Regions from separate parts of the Danio rerio genome. Here region 2 is linked to region 1. A link is a contact called in public HiChIP or PLAC-seq data. All regions are on one chromosome and are shown on one strand. The core of a region is the stretch at or near the end of the contact, and the rest is flanking DNA. Distances in the headings are between cores, read along the strand shown. Region 1 holds the start of ttl (tubulin tyrosine ligase). Region 2 holds the start of spmip7 (sperm microtubule inner protein 7).

Region 1 (5,323 bases), core at 1,561-4,060:
TGCTGCTTCTCAAATAAGGTCGGTAATTAAATATAAAAGAAATGTGGATGTGTCGAGATGATTGACAGGCGACATACCCAAGCAACGTAACAATCTGTTAATGAAGTAGTATGTCCAAAACTTGCATACTCTTCTGTTACATACTCAAATGTATTTACTTTTTCTAAACAAAAAAGTACATACTTTTAGGGTGAAGTATTAGTATCTGAATTGGGACGCAGCACATGACTGGACAGTTTGGTAGCATTGACTAGTGTGGGCGGGGCCAAGAGTGGCAGGAGAGCAGCAAGCCTGTTGGTACGAGTTTTTAAAAGTGAGTCCTGTGGAAGAGCTCCAGTTGGAAACTATTGCTTTATGTTGCCCTTATGATTAAAGTTGTTGCATGACCGCTGGCTCCTGCCTCTGAATGAACAAGTTTTAGCTACTTGTACATTAAGGTAGCATTCAAAAAAACAAATTACCCACAAAGAAACCCGACACAAAGGAACAAAACAACACACTGCCAGCTGATTTTACAAATTACAATACAAATTTCGCTAATTAAATTGCAAAGGGATTGTAAAGTATAATATGTAACAATTTATGTCATTAGTAAATCCATTAACTAATGTCAATAGTGAAAAATAGCTACAATTGTTACAAAAATAAATAGCTGAAATCTATTAGTTATTAACACCATAAAATAAAAAGTTATGATATTTGTTAACATCACCTAACATTATTAAATGCTTACTTTTGTTAACATTAGTTAACCACTTTTGAGTCGTATAGTAAATTGTTAAAATTTATGTGTATAAAAAAACATTGAAAATGTTTAAAAATAAACATTTCACTCCTAGTCAAACACTTGCTGATAATGAACACAAAAAAATTCACAATCTGAATATTCTTATAAACAAGTTTAACACACTGTGTTGAAGTGGCCACGATAACAATGCCATGCGTGTTCGTTGTCATAATATTGCATTACTGAATAGTGTACCACTGAACAAAAAAAGTTATTCAAAGTAACTTTGTTCAAGTAAACCACATACTTGACCAGTGATGCTTTGCGACACAGTTTATCGGCTCCTCTATAATAATTCACCAGCTGCATGAGTCCTGGTTCATGACCTGTAAAGGACACAGAAGGGCATCTAATCTTAAATATCGAAATATTGAGTGATGACAACACAGCCCTGCAGCAAAAAGTACTTTTGACATTCAAAAACAGCTTCTATATGAAATATTTTTATTTCTGAAAGTCTTGTAAGCTAACAAGTGCTGCATTTATTTGATAAAAAAGATCAAATAAAATAGTATGATTAAATATTTAAGTGACATTTTATATTTGAATATAATAAAAAGTATTGTTTTATCCAGTGATTGCAAACTAATTTTTACCACCTATCTTGTTGTCACATGATCCTTTCGAAATTGATGCTAAATTGTTAATTGAAATATTATTTACATTAATAATAAATTGTAGACTGACTTTGAATAAGTTTTAATAATATTAATAATTCTTACTGCAATCAATGCTGAAACCATTTCTGCTGCGTAATATTTTCTGACATATTTTTTTATTATTGATAAAAGATTTTTTATAATTTTAACACTCAGGTAGTAAAATGTTTTCTAAATGAAAAATAGAAAGAAATGTTCCTTCAGCACAAAACGAGTATATGATTTCTGAGTGATCACAATATCATGTGACACTGAAAACTGAAGTAATGACAGAATATCGCAGCACTAATTATTAGCATATGAAAATTACAAAAATGTGAATTGTTCCAAATTAAATATTGATTTTAAATTAAATAGTTTCTGTGTAGTAAACATCAAATAGACATCTCATTACATAAAGAGACTAAATTATTCAAAAACTGGTTTAAGATTATCATACTTTAAAAGTTTAAAATCCACATAGATGCATTAAAGAGTTGAAACTTTGTTATCAGGTTATTGCTGCAGGACACACAGCACACCATTGCTTCATTGAGTATAATCATAAATTAAACACTTTGTACCTTTTATGTTTTTTTTTGTTTTTAAATAGCATGGTCTAATGAAAACTATCATAGCTTAGATACATTGCAAGAACCTGCTGAGACTACTAACTTTCATTATACACTACAATAACAACATTTAAATCAATTACATCAGTGTTAAATTTTGATTTAGCAATGCATTTGTTGAAATGATTTACCCAGCCGTCCAAAAGGCAGCCGATTTCTCTCTCCCAGCATTAAATTAAAGCGAGGGTTGTCTTTCTTGAGTCGTTTCCATTTTCCAGTTGAAGTAAGAATCTTGGCGACCTCAGCATACACAGTACTGGTGTCATCTCTCAAAACAAACGTGTATATTGGTGAATTCATGATTCCCAGTCTTCAGACAAGAGCGCAGCGTAATGATGAAGAACACACACAGCTAGCAGACTAACGTTATCTGTCTCCCAACAAAGTAGACTGAAAGTGGACATACATGATTCCCCTGACGCTTCTTAGTTGTATTGCTCTAACAAGTACAGTATGTACATAGTACGACTGTCGTCCAGACAGGGTGGACCATCTGAACCCGCAGTCGATCGCGTGGCCGATGCGAGGAAACTGAAATTTAGGGTGTGACTCTTGAAGGATTTTGTCTAGTAAATTCTCGCGGCTAACAGTCTACGCTAGCGTTCTCTCCGCTAGTGAATATCTCTGAACTGCAGATGTTATAAAACACAGTCCGGGAACAAGCCAGCTCTGTGCAGAGCGTAAGAATAGTGGTTGACTATATAACTATATAGTTTAACCCTAGCCTCTTGTGCGTTCGTCCAGACAGGACATCAATTTAAATCCCAGTTGAAGCCTCTTTATCCCAGCACGCTCATGATGTGACGTACCGCTGGGAGTTTTAACGTAGCACACGCACGCCGCACGCCCAAAGACTTATGGGTAATGTAGTGTCTGCTGTGTTGCTATTTAACAGAAAGGTTGTAGTATTTATACAAGGTATATGTTTGATCTTTTAATGCTTATTAAAAAATGCTTTCTAAATGCCCATAGTTTTAGAATTAGTTTTTTCTCTTAAGTTAAACTTCACCAAATGTGAACGTCAATTAAAGAGTGTGCGGCTCCCACTGTATGCAATATCCCAGTTAGTCTGAAGTATGTTAGGCATTGTGATTACTAAAAACCAAGGAAGGAAATATTTTCTAAACTTTGATCCTGATATTATTAAGACACAGAGAATATTTCAGCTATGGCTGTAGAGAGACTTCTTTAAGAGACAGGTTGCTTATTAAAGCGGAGGGTATAGCTTGGCTTACTTTACCTGCACTTTCTTTATATGCAGATAATAAAGTTTGTAAAAGTATGGATAAAAATAGGCTATGATTAATTTTGACTGGAAGAATAAAATCCATTATGAAAAGAAATCTGTAGTTATGAACAAGTATTAATAGGCCAATAGAGGGTTACATTTTCTTCATTTTTCATTATTAAACTTTTCTTTCACAGTTAACTGGCTTAGGCAATTTATAATTAAACCAAACTCAACTTGAAATTTTCTCCACAATTACTTTTTTCAAAACTGGAAGGTCTCTCTTTTCTACTGATTTTATTAAGAAGAACTCTTTATTAAGAGTTATTTAATTAAGAAGGTCTTCTCTTAAATTATAAAGAGTTTTTATGCAAGTTTGTTTTCCCAGTAACTCCAAAATAATTTTCCATTGTAGAGGATGCAATTCTTAAAAGTGTTTTAATGCTTTTTAGAGGTTATGGTGGAGCTTCCAGTGTTTTGACTGTGCCATTGCACCCCTTGGAAACCTCAGTGGGAAAAAATGCTTTTATCACAACTTTCCTCACGTAATTACAAAATCAGGTCTGTCTTTCAAAAAAAAATTGTAACAATGTGACGTTTTTTTTTTTTTTTTTTGATGCAAATATATGACCAGATTCAATGGGAAAAAGTTTGGTATTTGTCTGTAAAATATATAATAACTAACAAAATTTGAGAAATTTCATCAAAACTGTTACACAGATTTTACCTAGCTAAGACATTCTTGAAAAGATTCAAGTCTTTAATATCTGAAATATTCCCAGTGAAACTGTTGATCAATTTTTTTGCATTGCCCTTAAATACAATGCTTTTGGATTAAATTTCTTTGGTTATTCATCGCAATGTACTACCGGGATTCTTGTTTTCTTTTAAGGGTATCCTGTTGGGTCAATACCACTGATGATAAAAGTAAGGAATATTTTATTATTAATCTAATTTTAATTCTTGCAAAATGCCATATACATCGCTGTAAATTCTCTCAATGTACATTGTTTTATTGTTTTTGAAAAGGAACTTCAACAGTACATTAGAGCTAAAAATCTTAAAGCTATTAGAACTGTTTACTTATTGTCCTTGATTGTACATGATTTTATATTATTTGTCGTTTTTTCTCTTGTATGTGCTTATTTTGATGCTTTACTTCTCTGTAAAACTCATGTAGTAGTAGTAGTAGTAGTAAAACTTTATTGTCCTTGACAGGAGATTTGTTTTGGGCATCGCCATATTGCTGCAGACACTCACTAAAACAAGCAATAAAAACAATAGAAAATACAACAATTACAACATTTATGGTGCTAATTAAGATATACTCTTATTAAGTAAGCCCACTGACACAGGTACAAAGGATTTCTTATAACGGTTTAACCTACACTTTGGGACTCTATATCTTCTACCAGAGGGAAGCAGTTCGTACTGGGGAAACAAAAAATGAGTTGGATCCTTTACAATCCTATCCACCTGATTGAGGACACAGTTCTCATATAAAACTTGAGGATTAAAATATTCGTTGTGCCTGACAATTTTCCATGCTGTCTTTAAGAGATGCATCAGTTTAGATTTACACTGAACAGATAGGTTGCCAAACCACACTGTAATGCCATACCTGACAATGCTTTCAAGAACTGCTTTATAAAACAGCATCATGAACTTCTTGTTGACTCCAAAAAGACGCAACCTCCGTAAAAAATACAATCTCTGATGTAAACGAGAACAAATCCAATCAATATGTGTTTTCCATGTGAAAGAACTGTCGATATGAATGCCCAAGTACTTATAGGTATCTGACTGAGTAATAGGATCATCATGTAGCTACAACCACTTGACGATGGTCACCTATGCACTTAGGGTCAAATACCATCTCTTCTGTTTTCTTAGTATTTATTTTTAGCTTATTTCTATCACACCAATCAATGAATTGACTAATTTCTGACTGATAGATAACCCCAATATCATCCTTCTCATATCGTAAACTTAAAATGGCTGTGTCATCAGAGTATTTAAAAAATAAAATTCTGTGAAT
Region 2 (5,323 bases), core at 1,137-3,636, 140 kb after region 1:
GTATTGGATGTTAGATGCCATCGTGTGGTCAGACAGGTAAATTATTTCAGCTCTCACAGTACATAATATTCTCTAGCTGTTGAGTGTACATGTGTTGTGGACTCATTATTGCTGTTCAATGTGGAATTGATTCAGTGCACTACATAAGGTCCACTATAATTTTGGACATCTCTAAAAATGGCTGCTCCCTCAAATAGTGTACTGGGAGCACAGAACAGCCCTTCAAATTCATTTACTATTTGAGGGTATAGGTGGCACTTTTGAATAAAGCCAATGATCCCAAAACACAGAGAAAACTTTTTTTTTTCAGAAAACAAAATAAAGCTGCTAGAATGGCCCAGCCAATCACAGTTATTTTTGTGTAATTTTAAAAGATTGTAATTGTAAGTTTTTTACTTTTTCAAATATAATTCTCCATAATGTCTCCATCAAAAGGTCATAATGGGTTTGGATCAATATGGGGCAAGTAAATGATGATAGAATGTTTGATTAAACCGTTCCTTTAAGGCACATTTCACATAAATAGTTAATGTTCAGAACTGTAAAAGTGATAAAGCTTCAGAACAAACAGCATACAAGAGTATTGCTACAGTAGCAGGGATGAATAATTGAGCATAGCTATGACTGACCGCATTTATTTCATGGCTGTCCTGAGAGGGTTGTTTAATGCTCTGTGCATTTGTCCAACCTGATGAAAGAGCAGATGGAATGTGATGATAAATATGTAAGAGTCAGATATTTTAAATTGCTTTTTGTAACACTCTGCTGCAGTCAGTCCTAACCTGTAGAACAAAAAAGGTTGTGATTACAATACCTTCAAGTTTTGCTTTCAGTGCTGCCTCTGGTCTCATCCTCGAGTTCCACCTCTTGTGTTCAGAATTGTCATATATCAAAGCTGAAGGTCGGGTTGGTGGAGTTTGAGGCCTGTCTCGTGCACCTGCCGGAACCCACAGATCAGACGTAGGATAAACCCTATTGACGAATGGAGTTCTGCTGGTTACCTCCAGATGCACCTGTGCCCCTGTACTCAGTTGACCAGAGCAATGATCTATTAGAGACACACCATCACGCAGAGGGGCCAGAGCCGCATTTTCAGCTGGTTGCTTGGCTGCAGGATTGAATTTGGAGAATGCACGTCTGTCTGTCTCCGCCATGCTTTCAAAGTCATACCTTCCCTCTGGACCTTTCTCACAGGGCAGATTCATGCGTCTGCACAGCCACCTGCTCACTTCTTTTGAATTCCCACAAGGAGCCTTGAGAAGTCTTACACGATAAGTTTCTCCTTTCTCGCCCATTAATGATTCATAAAAGCAAACAATTAAGAAATGAATAGAATATATTTTCATAAATACCCCATCTCTCTTGTAGACGTGGCTGGGTATGTGGTTTTATGCAGATGGCAGCCACAGGTGTAATCATCAGCGTCCGCTGTTGCCAGGAGACTGTGTCATTAGTTTGTCATTAGATTGCCTCCTGTGTCACTGCAGTCAGCAGGAGGTCAAATTACTGCCACACGTCTGTAAATTGACACGCTGAGTCTCAAAAGGCTCACAGTGAAGCTAAAAGGCACTGAGTTGAATTAGAGTTTGCAAAATGTGAATTAGTTATACAAATGGTGATTGGTTATTTAAGTAGTACGCCTTGAAATGATTGGAATGTGCCTACTGTAGACAGTAGATATCAAAGAGATCTGCCTGTAATGTAATTTGATGGTCACTAGGTGGAGACCTAGATCAAATCATTTGGGCAATGATAACATCCTTCAAAATGATGGTGGTTCTTAAAGCCAATAAAACACAATTTATAAAAACCTGTAATGATTAAAGGGATCTTAAATGTAGTTGTTTCATATCTTAATATTTCTGTGCAGTTGCGATTTTGAAGCTGCACTTTTATTATAGGATGAAATACAAATTGGTCATGTAAAGTGAAATGGTGTGTGTATGGTGTGTCTATTTAACACTGGTCAAATGATAAAATGGTGGTTGGTTTGAGAAAATATACAGACCACACCATTGGGTTAACTGGGTTATAAATGGAAGTGATAAACCAAGATGTTGGATTTGTATTTTTTTAAACAACTCAACATTTTTAGAGTAGGTAGCCTATACTTAGCCTACAAGTTGTCTAATGAGCTGTGAGATTAAACAAGATAGGTATTTTTATAATTACTAATATAATACAAACTTGTGAAAAAAATACACTCAAAATCGTTTGTGAAAAAAATCTTAGGTTGACTCATTATTCCCAGAGTTGAAAATAAAATAATCAGTTCATACTAGGTATAAAGTCACTAAATTGCCTTGACAGCCTATTACTGGAGTTCCACAACTACCGATGAAATTCTGTTCTCTCCCACTAGGCTTGTGGTGTAGCTGTGGTAAAGGGGAAGCAGTCAGTGGACCAAAGCACTGTGAGGCTAGAGATTAGGACTCCAAAAAAAAAAAAAAAAAACTGAAATTAAAATGCAATTTTTTTACCTATATGAACTATATTATTTTAAAGTACTTGATAATTATAATTAATCTGTTGAGGTATTTCTAGGCTAATTGAATTAATTGGGTAAGCTCAGGTAATTAGGCAATCATTGGACAACAGTGGTTTGTCCTGTAGCAAATCAGGGGAAAAATGTTAATGTGGCTAAAAATATTGCCTTTAAATCTTTATTTAATGACTTTATTCCAGCCAAACAAAAAAGTAGACCTTTTCCAGAAGAAAAAAATATATAGGAAATACAGTTAGCACTGTTGTTTCACAGCAAGAAGTTTACTGGTTCGAGTCCAGGCTGGGCCATTTGGCATTTCTGTGTGGAGTTTGCATGTTCTCCCCTTACTCGCATGGGTTACCTCAAGATGCGGTTTCCCCCAAAGACATAAGGTATAGGTGAATCAATGATCTAAATTTGCTTTAGTGTATAAGTGTGTGTGTGAACGAGAAAATGAATGGATGTTTACCAGAACAGTGCTGGTTTGCGGAAGGAGGGGAAGCCAACAGAATGGGCACTATCACCTGAATTGCCAAAGCTGCTACCACCACCAGAGCTATTACTCCCAGAGTTGCCACCACCAATTCCAGAGCTTTCGCCACTGCCAGAACCGCTAAATCCTTATGAACTATCCAAATGGCGGGTGCTAGATCATCCTGAATTCCCCAAATAGAAGGTTACAAATTCCCTTCCTGAGTCCCTGGAGTAGGTGCCAGATTCTCCTGAATCACCAAAAGGGTGGGCACCAGTCTTGTTTCTCTGTCTAGTCAAGTCGTGTATTTGACCATTGTTTGTGTTGCTGTTATGTGCATTAATGAGTGTTTCCACGTTCCTGTGTTTTTGCCCTGTTGTGTTTTTGATCTTGGACTGTGTCTTGTTTTTTTGATTGTTTGCTCCCTGCCTCGACTTCTGCCTGGATTTTTTTATTACTTTTTGTGAATTATCCTTGACATTGTTGTTTGCACCAGTTTTGACCCCTTGCCTGTTTGACCTCAGTAGTTGCATTTGTAACTTATACTCCATTGTTTCATCTCATAAGTGAAAGTAACAGTTTGCTGTAGCATTCATTAACAAAGTTGCAAATAATAATGTATTACTTAATGGACTTAAAGCTGTAATGTATGTGTGTGAATGCAGTAGTGTATGGGTGTTGGGTTGCGGCTGTAAGGGTATCCGCTGCGTAAAACATATGCTGGATAAGTTGGCTGTTCATTCCACTGTGGCGACCACTGATTAATAAAGGGACTAAGCCAAAAACAATGAATGAATGAATGATAAACACCATAAGTCTCTCTTTTTTTTACTTCCTTTACTTCCTTACATTTTTACTTAATGTTAAAATAGTATCCAAATCTAATAAAGGAGTGGTGTTTTTCCCGCCCACCAAATTGATTGACAGCCACATATTAACATGTCTTCATAGTAACATGTATAACCATATTCACAAGACAGGACTTGCTAACTGGGATTAAAAGAACTCTCTGAGATCAGCTGCACATCAAGAAAAAGTTTTGCACGTTTAAAACCTTTTTAAAAAAGTGCATGTTTGCAATAAAGAAAAGACTATGTAAAATTGCTATTTAATAATCACCACAGTCACGTCAGTACAATTATAAAAGAAGACACTTCAATCCTGGTTTATGGATGTTAAATTAGGTTTATTTTGTACATTAACATAATGGATGTCTATATAGCAGTGTATATTAATGTGTATCCTGTCACATTTGCCTGCAAAAACAGTGCAAAATAAAATGTGTGTGTGTGCGCAGCTGCTTTGTAATGACATTGTGTGTGACTCATCGTTGTAGAAAGGCTTAAAGAAACAGCACAACAAGTACATCAAAAAATCATTGGAAAAATTCTTACTGTAGAATTTCCCATGAATGGGAGATCAGCTTCCTACATGTCTGTCACTGTGCTGTTTATCTAACATGAGACGAAGCAGGAAAAGGAAACATCCATCAGAGCAATAGAGGGAGATTCAGCGTCCTCAGACCTCAAAATTCTCATATGTTAAAAGGTATACATATTCTGATTTGTATTTTGAGCTGAAACTTTACTTTAAATCTTATCTTAAATTATCAAAAAGTGGTAAAATAGGTGCCCTTTAACAATGCTACAGTATTTATTTTAAATGACAACTTTATTGTTTTATGTGGTAATTATTGTAGGTATATATATATATATATATATATATATATATATATATATATATATATATATATATATATATATATATATATATATATATATATATATATATATATTAATCTCATACTTTACAATGTGAAGTTTATTCATAAACTAATTTCGAGAGGAGCACGTGATTATGATTGAACACGGCTGGTTCTGCATTAGCATGCTTGATCCACCAATTAGGCCATTCCTAACCACTATAAAGAGCCAGGGTTTTCTCACTACAGTCATCTTCGATTTAAAGAATACACTACTACTGCTACTCCAGCTACATCAACTTCTCCAGCTACATCAACTTCTCCAACAACAACAACTTCTCCAGGTACATCAACTTCTCCAACAACAACTTCTCCAGCTACATCAACTTCTCCAACAACAACAACTTCTCCAGCTACATCAACTTCTCCAACAACAACAACAACTTCTCCAGCTACATCAACTTCTCCAACAACAACAACAACTTCTTCAACAACTTATACAAATACAACTTCTCAACCTTCTTCAAATTGCCTCACACAATGCAATCTCTGTGTCTTCAACCCAATTCTCCAACAAGATAACAGTAAAAACTCGATCACCATCCATGAACTTTGCCTAAACTCTCGATGCCTGCGATCCAAGCTGAACTCTCTTCTAGGGGTG

The links. HiChIP or PLAC-seq counts read pairs in DNA pulled down with a chosen protein or histone mark.
Region 2: a contact with region 1 is called in an H3K4me3 HiChIP or PLAC-seq map of embryo, with 2.4 times the contacts expected there. The contact joins the promoter of spmip7 here to the promoter of ttl in region 1. A contact is called at or near these places in 1 of 18 Hi-C or Micro-C datasets (hematopoietic stem cells) and 1 of 4 datasets of contacts at active chromatin or transcription factors (embryo).

The regions. Positions count from the first base shown.
Region 1 is chr13:17,906,677-17,911,999 of GRCz12tu, forward strand. It overlaps ttl (tubulin tyrosine ligase), which reads right to left and starts at 2,811. Exons shown (of 5, transcript NM_001076625.1): 1 at 2,189-2,811; 2 at 1,035-1,113. The coding sequence starts at 2,357.
Region 2 is chr13:18,046,275-18,051,597 of GRCz12tu, forward strand. spmip7 (sperm microtubule inner protein 7) reads right to left here and starts at 2,387. Exons shown (of 8, transcript XR_012388728.1): 1 at 815-2,387; 2 at 630-688.